Linked DNA regions of Mus musculus: region 2 is linked to region 1. A link is a contact called in public Hi-C data. All regions are on one chromosome and are shown on one strand. Each heading gives the region's core, a stretch centred on a gene start, on an enhancer-like site or on the middle of the called end of the contact. The rest is flanking DNA. Distances are from core to core; before and after follow the strand shown. Region 1 holds the start of 9630013K17Rik (RIKEN cDNA 9630013K17 gene). Region 2 overlaps Cox10 (heme A:farnesyltransferase cytochrome c oxidase assembly factor 10).

Evidence for each region. A called contact is a pair of places that touch in the nucleus more often than the background predicts.
Region 2: a contact with region 1 is called in a Hi-C map of CD8 T cells, with 1.9 times the contacts expected there. The contact joins the enhancer-like site here to the promoter of 9630013K17Rik in region 1. A contact is called at or near these places in 1 of 39 promoter capture datasets (the HPC-7 cell line), 5 of 484 Hi-C or Micro-C datasets (CD8 T cells, cranial neural crest, erythroid progenitors and 2 more), 4 of 115 datasets of contacts at active chromatin or transcription factors (effector CD8 T cells, embryonic stem cells, extraembryonic endoderm stem cells and 1 more) and 1 of 9 other capture datasets (embryonic stem cells).

What each region holds. Positions count from the first base shown.
Region 1 is chr11:63,962,842-63,965,572 of GRCm38.p6, forward strand. 9630013K17Rik (RIKEN cDNA 9630013K17 gene) reads left to right here and starts at 1,385. Exons shown (of 4, transcript NR_131111.1): 1 at 1,385-1,433. Cox10 (heme A:farnesyltransferase cytochrome c oxidase assembly factor 10) reads right to left here. Exons shown (of 7, transcript NM_178379.3): 7 at 1-1,687. The coding sequence ends at 1,281.
Region 2 is chr11:64,014,515-64,017,216 of GRCm38.p6, forward strand. All of the region lies in intron 4 of Cox10 (heme A:farnesyltransferase cytochrome c oxidase assembly factor 10), which reads right to left. Among named protein-coding and RNA genes, the nearest start is that of Gm51866, 17 kb to the right of the region's middle. Within about 2 kb of position 1,362, at least 16 of the 459 cell types and tissues checked have an H3K27ac peak or open chromatin away from gene starts, as enhancers often do. A contact at or near this core is called in CD8 T cells, where this site is marked.

The DNA.
Region 1 (2,731 bases), core at 135-2,634:
AAGTTCAAACCCGAGCCCAGAGCTAAGCAAGTGCTCTCCCTTTGGTCACGGCCAAAGCCTTTCTTCCACATTTTGAGAGGACAGTCCAAATTCAAGAACCGTTTTCTGTGTGGCTTAAAGCCCTGGAGGGAATCCTGACGGGGCCCAGCACCCTGGGAGATCAAGGAACTCAAACTCTGGCAGCTCCACAATTTTAAGGCAGCATTGCTCTCTAGCCCTGGGGAGTACGCAACAGTCCGAAGACCTACAGGTCCCTGCATTTTACACCAGAGGCCATGGAGTTCCAGAGCTGGACCCATGGCCACTAGGAGCCCTGCTGCCCTCTCTGAACACCACTGGGCACGGAGGCCAACTTCTGGACTTAGGAGGTACCAGTGTAGAAATGTGGTTTGCACGAAAGAGATAAGTGAGCATAAAATGGTTGCTGACGCAGCTCACCCTCTCCCTCAGGTTATGCTGAGTGATGCCCTTCCAAAAGGAAATGCTGAGACCATGCCTGAGAGCATGATGAACACGTGGCATATTTCCTGGGGTTTCTGAACTCCTGGTTTGGGGTGGGATTGGACGTGGTGGTGTGTGCTGGCAATGTGGCCAGGGATCTGCAGGCAACCGTTTGGAATCCCCACTCCCAGTGGGCAGCCCAGGCCAGGTGTTGTGTTACTTCAGGGAATGTGTGGTTGAGAACACTGGTAGGGTAGAGGAAGCTAGGCAGGCCCCATCTTACTGGCAGAGAAGGGGTGCTGTAGCCACACTATGTGTTCTTCTGAGGAAGTGTGTGGGAGCTTCCAGATGCGGAACTACAGAGGTTGGGTCACAAGCACTCACCTGTTTGAGCAATGACCACAGTGGCCTCCAGGTGGTGAGTATGCACGCGCGCACGTGCGTGTGTGTGTGTGTGTGTGTGTGTTGGGGGCGGGGCTGGCCTGGGGTGGAGGGAGGAGGATGTGCATATATATCATGTGGGTGAGAGAACACAGGGCTGGAGGGAAAGATGCATAAAGACTTTCCAGGAGAAGAAATATTCTTTTTTTTTTTTTTTTTTTTTTTTTTGTACTGACCCCATATGCTAGTCCCTTTCTTGTTTGGGAAGCAGTTTGGATATTAATATTAAAAGGACTGGGAAGTGACGACACAGCACCAGATGATCTGCCACCAGCTGACACCATCCAACTCTCTTTGCCAGAATCACCAAAATACGCTTCCTGCTGGCCCAGGGCAGTGCTGTCCGTGTGTCTGTCTGCAGGTGTCTGCTCTCATGTTCCCCACAGACCGGCTGGCTCTCAGCTCGGAGCCTCTCCCTTGTCCCCCTCCTGCCCGGGCCGCTGCTTACAGGTGAGCATGAGCAGCAGGAGCAGCGGCAGGTGCCACAGGCTGCAGAAGAACAGTTTCCTTGAGCTCCTGCGGTCTGCGTCCACGTAGAAGCGGAAGCCGAGGTAGGAAATGTACAGGTTGATGGGGAGGGAGATGACAGGGAAGACCCAGGTGGTGATGTCCAGGACCGGGGCAGCAGTCGACAGAGCAATCAGGGCCAGGCAGTGGCGCAGTGCCACCCGCCGGCAGAGGGCTGGATGGGTGACGGACATCATACAGTAGCCTCCTCGGGAGTAGTCTTCACGGAGGCCCCAGCTCAGGGCATTGAAGTGGGGGAATTGCCAGGAGTACAGGATCCCTCCCAGAAGAAGCGCTCCTGTGAGGAGGGGTGGGGAGAAAAGGGAACAGTTAGGTGTCAGCGGCCATCTCCAAAGCAAGGCTCTCTCAGCCTCAAAGTGAACTCCTCAGGAGGCCTGTGCTCAGGTGGCCAGCAATCTGTCTCAGCCCTCCTGTCTTAGTGTGCTTTCTAGTGCTGTGATAAACACCGCGACCAAAGACAACGTTAGGAAGAGTTTGTTTAGAGGTTTCAGCAGGGACACAAGGGGGAACCTGGAGGTGGGAACTGAGACACCATGGAGGGCCACTGCTCAGTGGCTGCCTAACATGGCTTGCCCAGCCTGCTTTCTTAGATAGCTCAGGACCTCCTAACCAGAGGTGGCACTGCACCCAGTGAGCTGGGCCTTAACATATTAATTTGATGATGATGATGATGATGATAATGTCCCAACAGAGCTCTCTACAGTCCAATCTGATGGAGGCATTTTCTCAGTTGTGGTTCCTCTTCTCAGACTATACTAGCATGCCCAGTAGTACCCTTCCCAATGGAGGGATTCCCATGGGAGAGGACTGTTGGAAATAACGAGAGAGGCACTTTCTAGTTCAAGAGTCCTGGTACCCGTTTCAGTGACACACACAGGGCACTTATCTTAACACGGAGTTCTCTTGGGAATTGGAAGGCAGGCAGGGAAGGCTAGAGCAGCTGAAGGAGCAAATGGTGGTGACGGAGACTTCTTCGTGTTTTGATGGGACAATACAGCTAACTCTGCGACTGTCAGGTGGTGGAGATTCTCAGGGCACAGGGTGGCCTTAAGGACCCTGAGCTTCATGTTTGGGGAAGCCGTAGTAGATCTCACGAGCTGTCTTGGACCCTCAGGCCTTGGGCTGAGTATGATATACAGTAGTAATGACAGCCACAGCATGGGGTGGGGTTATGACAAGAGCAGGAAGTGTTCTGCCAAGGAAAGCTCATTGTGGTAACAGAACCAGGGCATGGCTGAGGGGAGACAGGAGGGCCCAGGGGAGGGATGGTAAGGCTCAGAGCTCCAGGTGGGTTTTATTCTAGAAATGACTGAGCAAGAAC
Region 2 (2,702 bases), core at 112-2,611, 52 kb after region 1:
GCCCCTTTTGGAACTGCATAAATCTAAAATGAACTAAACGTAAAACAGTATTTAACATTCTTACACAATCCCTTCTACATTATTTGAACATTAAATTTCAGCAAGTAACAATGTACACTTTTTATCAGTATTTTATTTTAAAATTTAATATGCCAAGCTATGATACAGAATCAAAATGGACATAGGAAAATTAAACAGAGCCAGGAGTCCTCCACGGCACAGGCATTCCTCATGCTACAGAGAGCTGTCTCTCCCTTTCTACAGACCAACTGCTTACAAGTTCAAACAATGACTGAGAATTACTATTTCATAAGAACACTCTAGAGAGAGCAATCTCTCTGCAAGACTAAAATGCATTCCTTAGTGACAAGGAGACGACTACAGAGAGAGATGTAAGAACAGAGACTCTTGTGTAGCCACCTCACGGATTCCACTCCTCACGGCCAAGGACTAGTGCAGAGGGGGATAAAAAGACTGTACAGACCACAGCTCTGCGCTGCAGGAGTTCAAAGATCAGTGTTTATTTCATGCAAAGCATACTAAAGTAACACACTTAGCCATCTCCACAACTTATCTTCCGTCAGAATGTAAGGCGACAAAGTCACAGCACCTGGCTCATATGCGTATCCCAGGCACAAGTGACTGCACAGCTGTGGAAAGCCTCAGCTCAAATATCAAAAATTCCTGATATAATAAAATGGTGTAAACTTAAACCACCCATTTCTAATCCAATTACTTTATCTCCTCCCCTCATCGACAGTGATTTCATGAAGTTTGGCTGAAGAGTGATTCGGTATTTAGTTTCTGATTAAATTCTATCCTAGCTAGAGAACAGTGATGGGCATTAAAACCCACACACAAGCAAATACACACAGTTTTAACATAGGCAGAAATGGTGAGAAGCTATGTGCGTTATTTAGGGAAGTTCTTGCCACTGTTACCTGCCGCTGTGACTCTCAGTGTTTGCTCGCCACAGGAAGATGCCCTAGCAGTGGAGACCAGCTACATTCTCTACACACTCCAAGAACGGCAGCGTGGTGTTTCCTGCGGTGACTGCAGTTCCACAATACCCCTAGATGTGTGTATTAGCATGTGACAACCAGGCAGGCTAGGGTCTGGTTTACTTTAAGGGGAAATAATCTGCTTGATAACATTTCCTAACTCTCTTTTCTCAGTTAGTGCCACCAGAAAACAGGGTAGAAAGTTTTTGCCTGTTTCTGACCCACTCTTCATGACGCACTGTGATTACCCAGGCCTTCTGGTTACATGCAACTCTTTCATCATGCAAAGCCAGGGCCAGAGCAAATCCCCTCACAGGCTCTCTCCCTCCTCAATGGAAACAAGTGGGTGGGGGTGGCTGGAACATGCCCTTCCCTAGTCCCCTGTAATTCTTGCTGAAGGGTTCGGGCAGACATGGAGGGAGTTTCAACATCTCCCTGATTTCCCTAGAGAAGAATCCAGGAGGCGGTGGCTCCTTGGCCTGTAAGAATTCAGCCTGGGAAGAGGGCACAAGCAAACCCAGGGGCTTCTGTGCTTTACCTAATTTGTCTTGAGCGCTATAAGGATGATTCTTGTCCTTCAGGGTTACAGAGACAAAGGCGTGTTGGCAACCAGCATAAACAAAGTCCCTCACTCCTTACCACTCTGCAGTCATCAAGCAACACTTTGCTATTTGCAATCAATCTTCTCTTTAAAAAAAATCATGTGTTGAATGCATTTGTGGTGTACCCATATGTGTGCATGTGTGTATGGAGGAGTGCATCTGGCCGTGCGTGTGTGTGTGTGTGTGTGTGTGTGTGTGTGTGCGTGCGTGCGTGCAGAGGTCAAAGGAGGATGCTGGGTAGCCTGTTCTATGCACTCTTGAATTCCCTTGCTACAGTCACGATGGCAGGAGACAGGTATGGAAGGGAGCGTGCCGTTTTGGGTAGGCTGGCTCAGCAGCAAGCTCCTGGGTTCCACTTGTTTTCACGGTGCAGCCATGCAGGGCCTTTTACCACGGGTGCCAGAGACTTGAACTCAGCTCACCAGGCTGGTGCAGCAAGCTCCCTTAGAGTCATTTCCCCAGCTGCCTGAATCTCTTTCTAGAAAGCCCGGTACTTCTCTCAGCTTCACAGACTGATTGGATTAAGTAAACGACTTTTTCACAGCTTCTCAGATGTTTTCACACATGCGAATCTGAGATAATCTTCACTAAGGAGGTGCCTATGTTTGGATGACTTTTAGTTTGTGGGTGTTTCATGTCATGCTGCTTTTAGTTTCTTCTGGACTAAGACTTGAGTGTACAGATCTTTGTAGGGTATTCAGAGCCTCTTTTACAATAGGGAAGTAAGGCCACTCTATGTTATTTTCTGATAACAAAATCAGGAGACAGACCAGAGAGAAAAAAAGGTAAAAGCTTTAGTATGAAAATTCACACACGGTTTTGATGCAAAAATTACTTAAATGTGATCTTTTAAACTGTAATGTAAAAGCAACCGATAGAAGAACAATCCAAAATATTCAATTCTCAAATGAAGTAAAACAAACTGGGTGTGGTGATGCACACTTTTAATCCTAGCACTCAAGAGGCCTAGACAGCTAGATCTCAATGAGTTTGAGCTGGGGACAGTCACGGTAGCAGTGGGAACCTGTCTTAAAGCAGCAGCAGCAGCAGCAGCAGCAGCAGCAGCAGCAGCAGCAGCAGCAGCAGAAGCAGAAGAAGC